3 separate regions of the Sus scrofa genome follow, and regions 2 and 3 are each linked to region 1. A link is a contact called in public HiChIP or PLAC-seq data. All regions are on one chromosome and are shown on one strand. The core of a region is the stretch at or near the end of the contact, and the rest is flanking DNA. Distances in the headings are between cores, read along the strand shown.

The links. HiChIP or PLAC-seq counts read pairs in DNA pulled down with a chosen protein or histone mark.
Region 2: a contact with region 1 is called in an H3K27ac HiChIP or PLAC-seq map of alveolar macrophages. The contact joins two enhancer-like sites. A contact is called at or near these places in 2 of 2 datasets of contacts at active chromatin or transcription factors (alveolar macrophages and skeletal muscle).
Region 3: an H3K27ac HiChIP or PLAC-seq map of alveolar macrophages shows a contact between it and region 1. The contact joins two enhancer-like sites. A contact is called at or near these places in 1 of 47 Hi-C or Micro-C datasets (embryonic fibroblasts) and 1 of 2 datasets of contacts at active chromatin or transcription factors (alveolar macrophages).

Annotation. Positions count from the first base shown.
Region 1 is chr13:126,162,202-126,164,901 of Sscrofa11.1, reverse strand. All of the region lies in intron 5 of LPP (lipoma-preferred partner), which reads right to left. Among named protein-coding and RNA genes, the nearest start is that of MIR28, 120 kb to the left of the region's middle. Within about 2 kb of position 1,256, at least 3 of the 83 cell types and tissues checked have an H3K27ac peak or open chromatin away from gene starts, as enhancers often do. A contact at or near this core is called in alveolar macrophages, where this site is marked.
Region 2 is chr13:126,346,769-126,349,567 of Sscrofa11.1, reverse strand. All of the region lies in intron 7 of LPP (lipoma-preferred partner), which reads right to left. Among named protein-coding and RNA genes, the nearest start is that of MIR28, 66 kb to the right of the region's middle. Within about 2 kb of position 1,522, at least 4 of the 83 cell types and tissues checked have an H3K27ac peak or open chromatin away from gene starts, as enhancers often do. A contact at or near this core is called in alveolar macrophages, where this site is marked.
Region 3 is chr13:125,916,434-125,919,143 of Sscrofa11.1, reverse strand. All of the region lies in intron 2 of LPP (lipoma-preferred partner), which reads right to left. Among named protein-coding and RNA genes, the nearest start is that of LPP, 140 kb to the right of the region's middle. Within about 2 kb of position 1,398, at least 23 of the 83 cell types and tissues checked have an H3K27ac peak or open chromatin away from gene starts, as enhancers often do. A contact at or near this core is called in alveolar macrophages, where this site is marked.

The DNA of each region.
Region 1 (2,700 bases), core at 7-2,506:
TAAATAATATCTTATACTTTTTTTTTTTTTAGAAGTTGGTTAAATTGCTTAGGATGAGAATATTAGGCTCAGTTTCTTTGAGGGGTAATATAGTGGGAGTGACTATGTAATTATCTCTAGCAGGCTCTCACTCACTATACAATGTCGTCTACTATATCTTGCTTTCCTGTTGAGAACTCTAGTTAATCCTTACTAACTAGCACACAGGAAAATGAGGCAGGCGGATATTATTTTTAACTTGGGACTAGGAGAATAAGAAAAAGCAATGCTAAGATTGATCAAATCTGGTACATTTGCAATTTTTATTTTAAGCCATTTTAGATATATGTGCTACCAAATAGGTAGAGTAATTCAGGCCTTACAATTATTTGCATAGCAGCATCCTAGCTGGTACTTTCTGCCTTAGACCAATTGTCCTTTAAGTCACTCCACAGCTGGGCTATTTTATGTCTGGCAATTACTATTCTATTCTGGATGGGGAGTTTTATTTCATTTAAAATTGATGTGGATTTTATCCTCAAAATGCCAAGCAGTTCAAATGCTTTATACATACTAGATGTTTTATAAACAATTCAATAGTTTATAACAGGAAGAAGTTTAATACAAATACATCAAAATTTCTAGAAGAATTCCATTCTCCAATGTTGTTCAATAATGTGTCTATTTATGTTCCAGCATCTCCGAAAGACAAATGGGGAACTCAAGTGTGGGGCCTGGAGCAGTCTTAGTCATGTGCTTATGACCAATGACTGACTCAGGGCTGGCACTTCTACCCTTCGCTGCCCTAAATTATGAACAGAGAACACTACTTTGAACAGATGTTAGAAATTAGAGGTTCAAACTATGTTACACTCCTAAATTGCTAAGCCTATCAAATTGCTTCCATTCAAAACAAATTGTCACTAAACTGAAGTCATATTCATTTAAAGACTGATTTAACACTGAAACAGATTCAAGGTTGCATCGGGTTGAGGTGAGAATAGAGAGTGACTACAAATGGGCATGAGATTTCTTTTTGGGATGGAAGAAATGTTCTAAAATTAGACTTGGGTAATTGTTGCAAAATCACTGAATCACTGAACTGTAAAAAACTAACAAAAAACTGCCCCAAAATCCCTTCTCACTAACACAATCACTGTTAGTAATTTCGATTATGTATTCAGTTGTCAATTCATATAATCAGGCTTAGGAGCTAGACTGCCATGGCTCAAATACCAGCTCTGCCACTCGCTAGTTTCAGTTTCGACTCTCTGGACCGTGGCCTCATGATCTGTAAAATGTGGGGAAATGATAGGCTGAGGCATTGGGCTATTACAAGGATCAAGTGAATTAATACATGAAAGTGACATAGTAAATTTTCAGTGAACATCGGTTACCATTGCCATATATTTAATTACAATTTCCTAATATTAGAAATGATTGATCATTGTTGGAAAGGGTAATTGACAGGTAGAATTTTATATAAAATGTTAATTAGATAAGCTACACTAAACAACAGAGATGTCACACTCCTAACTTTCATTTAAAAACCACGGATCCTCCAATTCAGGTATATCCAGAGTGATCTTCGAAAACATACTTCTAATTTCTTTTCTAAAATCTTCAATGTTCCAGTCTTCATTCAAACTCCTCACCTCCCCACCCCCAAATGTCTACAGGCTGAAGAGTGCAATGTACAAATTCATTTATACATTCATTTATACAGCTTGAATCCATTTATAAGCTGCTCTTCAACTCTCACAATGTAATAGTTTGGCTATATTCTTTCTCTGTTTCACTTACCTTATCTTCTAAGTCCTTCGAATTCCTTACCTAGCTGAAAACACCATTCTTTTAAACACATGTATTTCTACAACTGTAGTTCCTTCTGCCTGGACTAACTATAGACTGCCTCAATAAAAACAAACAAAAAAAACCCCTCCTAGACAGCCTTTGTGACTAAACTCAAACATCACATCCTCTAGCTGACCTCATCCTCCTTTGTGACCTCATAGTAAGACACACAATTAATTCTATGAAGGCACACATTGACAGCTCTGACCTTCAGGCCCAGTGTACTTCCCATGCTGTCCCCCCTGCTCTCACCTTACTGAACTCTATGGATTACCTATGTCTCACCTTTGTGCAGTGGCTCATTTTCTTTCCTCCTCCCAAAAAACTCACCCCTCTCTACTGTCCCCAGGTTATCAACTAGAAAACTCTCACAGGCTTCTCAGATTCTGTTTAGAGATGACAACCTCTCAAAAGGCTCCCCAGGTCTCCCCAGATCAGGTTTTCTTTGTCCCCCTGATGTGTTGCCAGAATATCCTTTACTGACCCAATGTCAGTATTTAACACCATTTAGAAAAGAGTCTGTTAAATAGACCCATAGACACAGAAAACAAGCTTATGTTTACGAGAGGGGAAGCGGAGGATAAACTGGGAGTTGGGGATTAACATATACACACTACTATTTAGAAAACAGATAACCAACTAGGACCTACTGTACAGCAGAGGTACTCTACTCAAAATTTTGTAATAACCTATAAGGGAAAAGAATCTGAAAAAAAGACAAATATATATGTAGGTATAACTGAGTCACTTTTCTGTACACCTGAAACTAACAAACATTGTAAATGAACTATACTTCAATTTAATTAAAAAAAATCTGTTGATGGACATTTTGTGAGAAGCTAGGTTTTATAGAACTATTGTCAGTCT
Region 2 (2,799 bases), core at 273-2,772, 180 kb before region 1:
TATGTAAGATTTATTTTCACCAATGGGTACTAATAGAATTCAGTGCTGAAAATTCAATCCTGATCCTGAAACAATTTGTAGACCCCAGAGCAATGATAATCAGGATTTATTCAGCACTTATTATCTGCGAAGCACTGTTTTAAGTATTTAAATATATTACCTCAAGTAATCCTTCCAACAATCTGATGACGTAGGTCCTCTCATTATCTTCATCATAGCTAAAGAAATGGCAGCCTGCAGATTAGGTAACTTGCCCAAGACCACAGAGTTAACTATTGAAGCTGCAATTAGGGGCCAGGCAGTCCAGCCTTAAAGCCCACTTAACCTGTCCTCTAACTTTAGAATTCCAAAATCCTTAAAAAACATCCGGCCTGACAGGAAACTTGCACAAACCTTACAACATCCCTAATAGGAATATTAGTATCTGTTTTGGCTAAAGCAAGATTTCGAGTTAATTTTTACACATAGACATTTTCATAATCTGGCTATTAATTTTTAATCTATTCTTCTATATTTAAAATTTGTTTCATGATGGATCTGTTAACAGGAAAAACAATGTTTACTAGTACTAGTAACTGCTACTGTGGTGATTTTTGACATATGATTAAAATGTGCTCTTTGGTAACTCTCATGGGAACTTCTGTTTCCCTCAGTCTCCACTTAAAGTTGAAAAAACTTTAAATTTGCCCAGTTGCTTTTAGTTTTATTGCTGGGAAATCTCCAAACATATTCTGGTTATTTAAGAGCAACCCTAACACTGGGTTTTCCTGAATTGTATTTCAAATCCACAGTCTTCTCCTTATAATAGTAACAAGTGCACCTTATATTTAACGTTGCCTTATAATAGTAAATGTGTTTTCCCATCTGATACTGCCAAAAGCGCAGAATGAAAATTATAACATTAGTTCTTTTAAATTTCTAATAGATGAAAACTGAGTAATCCTGCAAGTTCACATAAAACTTCGTTTCCATGTTCTCATTTGAATCTTAACAATAACTAAAAGCCACGTAAGACAATTATCCTCTTTTAGAAAATGTGTTAACCTAGGAATAACCTTGTGCATGACTTGAGAGGTAGATAATGGAGAAGTTGGAAATCAAGTTCAGTTCATTTGACCCCATGTCTAGAGATCTTTGAACTGGACCACATTTCCTGTATGCATGGTGCTGGACCCAGAGATGATGATCTTCTTGCTTGATACTATGTCCCAGGGAAGCCAATCAGTCTTCCTGGGTTTTGATTTTTCTACTTGGTGCTGAAATGCCCATAACATATTTTAGGACTTTTAAAAGTCCTAAAATGTAAGAGCATGTGAAAACTTAGAAAACATCCCGTCTAATTTCTTTTAGAGAGGAAAACACAAAGGCTCAGATAGAGGCAGTGCCTTGATTAAGATCCTACAGGAAGCTAACAGCAGAAATGACACCTCAATTAAGGCCTTTAAGCTCTCAGTACAGCACACTTTCAGCTGCACAAAAGCATTCTCCACTTTCTACTTCAAATATTAGTTTCATTCCACTAGTAGGCGCTGTTGCCTGAGCATAAAGAATTTCTCCCTCCACATAAGGTAACGTTTCATTGTAAATGGAAGTATTGTGTGGGAATCTGCAGCCCACATAGATGACTCCTACATGATTCCAGAGCAAGGATAACTCCATTATCCTTCGAACCAGCACAACCACTCTGTTTCTGTCTGAAACACCTGGTATACTTTGGATTTGTACATCTGTATGTTCTAAAAATGGAAAATATGGCAGCAGGATGTAGAGTACTAGGTTTTGCAGAAGAATCTTGGGATCGGTGAAGGCCAGGCTCTGGTTTCTGTTTGACCATAGCTGGTCTGAACTGATTTGTTTTGTAAACTGGAGTTACATTCAATATTCATTTGCAGGTTTGTTAATAATAATAAATAACATATTATTATTCTTTTAAAGAATAAAAAAACACTTGAGTGGAATAAGTAGCAGATTTGTGGTGAGAAAAATTGGATTCTAGTCCTAGTTCTACCAGTGTGTGTGTGTGTGTGTGTGTGTGTGTGTGTGTGTGTGTGTGTGTTAGAGAAAATTTGGGCAAGCAATGAGGTGACTCAAAGTGTTACTGGGGAGCAACTAGGTTACTCAAAGTGTTACATATATTTTATATAAATAAAATTATAAACAACAATAAATGTAAGGAATTCCATAAGATATATCACTGTAAAATAAATTTCTATGAATATTAATACAAATAATGTGCACAACTGAGTAGAAAATATTTATGTATCTGGAGCTTGAATCCAGAGATCACATTCTAAGGAATTCCTATGCAAAAGTCACAAGATGGAATGCGGTACTGGATGTGAGTGGATAGATTTTGAGGATCTAAGCTTCTTGGCAATGCTGGCAGTGCCATTTATCTTCTCAGTAGAGTGGGCAGATGGATGCCATGAATATTTGACACATGATGCTACATCAGGGCTCAGAAGGAGACCCAGGCATGGAGTCTTAGACCTCAGGCCATCTTCGCCCTTGCGTGTCTGTAAAATGCTCATTGCTAAACTGCAGTCAGCATGGATTCCATCTCTGGCACTTGCATAGCAACACAGCTCTCTGAGTGCTGAAGTGACATCGTGGGAACAGTTATTAATAACTGTATGTATGCACACAGTATGTGGAAATATGCAAGTTTGAAAGTGATTAGCGCATTACTTTTAAGTAATATTTCCCACCAGGACTATGCTCCTGGAAAAATTCCTCTCTCAAAAATCTTGCACAATTGTCTGCTATCACTTACCAGAATGTTTGGGATAAAAAAAAAAT
Region 3 (2,710 bases), core at 149-2,648, 250 kb after region 1:
TTTTCTATCTTGCTTTAAGCCTTTTCAGATTGGCCTTCCTCCACTCCCTTGTCCACAGGGAAGAAGCGATGATTTATCTAAGTATCAAGTCTGGAGAAGGAACTGGGAGTGTACAATTCAGGCCCTTCCTCCCAGTCCTGGGAGGTACCTGACTGCAGGAAGCACAAGCTCTCTGCCCTTCAAGGTTAGGAATTTTACAGGCTCTGTCCACTACGGTCCTCACACACAGATGTCATCTGAGAGGAAGAGGGTAACTCTGATTCAGGGATGCTGTGTTAACAAGCCCACTGAGCTAACAGGCCTAAAGCCCATTCTCCAACCTAGTGTTTATCTCCAGCTGTCTGACCACTGCATTACCTTCAACTGGTTTCTAGATGAACACCAAAGAACTGAGGCTTGGGGGCTAAGGCAGAGGCTGGGTTCAGCCTCAGTGAGCCCCCTCCAGCCCCAACACATCATCCAATCTAACCACACCAAACATTCCCTACCTTGCACGTCGTATGTCAGGGGCTTCTGCCTTCGCTCACTTTCTTCATTCATTCTCAAACTGCCTTTCCAAATCCTTCCCTCACCCTACCCTCTACCTGACCCACAGGCCAGGATCACGCAGCCTCTCAGGTGCCGCCAACCTCAGGAATCTCTTTGGTCCCTGAATCCTCCCTGCTCATTCACACTTGATCTTTATCACTCTGTAATCACAGACATTTTTAAGTGTAAGTCAAATATCTAGGAGAGTCTTAGTCCCTCCACTGTCAAGTCACAATCATCTCCATCTCCCATCACTCCTCCACTGGCACGAATTAACTAATGTTTATGGACAACTCATTATGTACTAGCCATGAACATAAGAGCATTATACTCATTATCTCATTTAATCTTCCCTAGGAAATAGGTACAGTTGAAGGAACAGGGTCTGTGCCCTCAGAGGCTCACCATGCCAAGCACATCTCACTGTGTCTGGTATAACTATCGGAGGCTTGCCAACTTGAGGCAGAATAGCAGGAGGGGATGACGTGAGACTTAGGGGGGACTACGTTCAGTTCAAAACTGAAGATTCCACTTTCACTGCCTTGACCTTCACCTACAATTGTCCCTGGGTTGAAGGAGAAAGAACTCTCACCAAAAAAAAAAAAAAAAAAAGAAAAAGAAAAAAGAAAAAACAGAAGGAGAACAACATAAAAGTCCATGTGGTCACTCCTTCATGAAAAGGCCTAATTGCTCAATTTGAAAAAGTCTCCCCAACCCCATTCCTAGCTCTGAAAACAGAGGTCTGGATCACTGTGGTTTTGTCACGAGATGAATAACAAGCCCTGAGGATTGCTAGAATTACAAGGCCCAGACCAGATCCACTCAAATATAGCTGGAAGCTTTCTAGTAATTCTAACCGTGCATGGGGAATGAGCTGCTCAGAAGTGACTCACTTACTGGAATCTGTGCTGCCTGCATTACTCAGCTGATATTAATACACCCACTTGTTCATTAAAGTTTAATTGGAGTTCATGTGAATTGGTTTCACTGGATACTTAATCAAAGAGAAGTGTTTGTATATGAACTGCTCACATACAAAGCTAGAAAGCACAGCTTTCCTCCAGCCTCTACACACAACCACTGGCTGCTCTTCCAACTCTGTTGACACAGTAAGTCAGTCACAGAGGGTAGGACAGTGATCTTGAAAGAGGAGGGGGGAAAGCTGTCTAAACAAACAGAGAACAAGAGTAAATAGAAAATCTTAAGGCACCAGTTACAGTTCCCCAGCTCATCAGACAGCCTGACATGGGCCAAGACTCAAATGCCAACTCCTCAATAGGAACCTGTTTCTTTCTGGGGTTCATTATCAAGGCTTCAGGGCTCCTCTTCTCCCTGGGCACCTGTCTCCCAGCCGTACATCTTTATTTTTAAAATGGGTGGATAAGGAAATTAACCACCATTCAACATAATCACACATTTCTCCTATACTGACAAGCAAACCATGAACACAATCCCAAACGCCTATTTATACAATCAGGGCTGTCAGTACCCTGTTATTTCTTATCAGATATCTCACTAATCAACATTTCTGGAAGTATAAATTTTTCAAGCTCCTGAAAAGACTGTGCATGAAGTTGGGCAGAAATAAATTTCAAGTCTAGTGGCTCTGGTTGTATTAACAAGTTTTCCTTCTGAATGGTCACCATTGTTAAGTATACATGACTTCTTGGCCCAAAAAAAAAATCAGGTGAGTTAAAAATTTGGCACTATAGATGATCCGATTTGCTGAAACAACCCTCAGAGATTGTAGATCGAAAGGCAAGGTACTGATTTTTTAACAGCTTTATTGACATATGATTCACAAACCGTACAGTTCACCCATTTAAAATCTACAATTCAGTTTTTAGTATATTCACAGAGCTGTGCAACCACTGCCACAATCTAACTTAACATTTTCACTGACCCCAAAAGAATCCCATACTCATTAGCAGTCACTCCCTATGCCCCACCCCACCCCTGCCAGCAACCACTAATCTACTTTCTGTCTTCATAGACTATGAATTTTCCTATTATGGACTTTTCATATAAATGGAATCATATGACCTGTGACCTTCAGTGGCTCAAAGGTTAACGAATCCGACTAGGAACCATGAGGTTGCAGGTTCAATCCCTGGCCTTGCTCAGTGGGTTAAGGATCCAGTGTTGCCGTAAGCTGTGGTGTAGGCTGCAGGCGTGGCTCAGA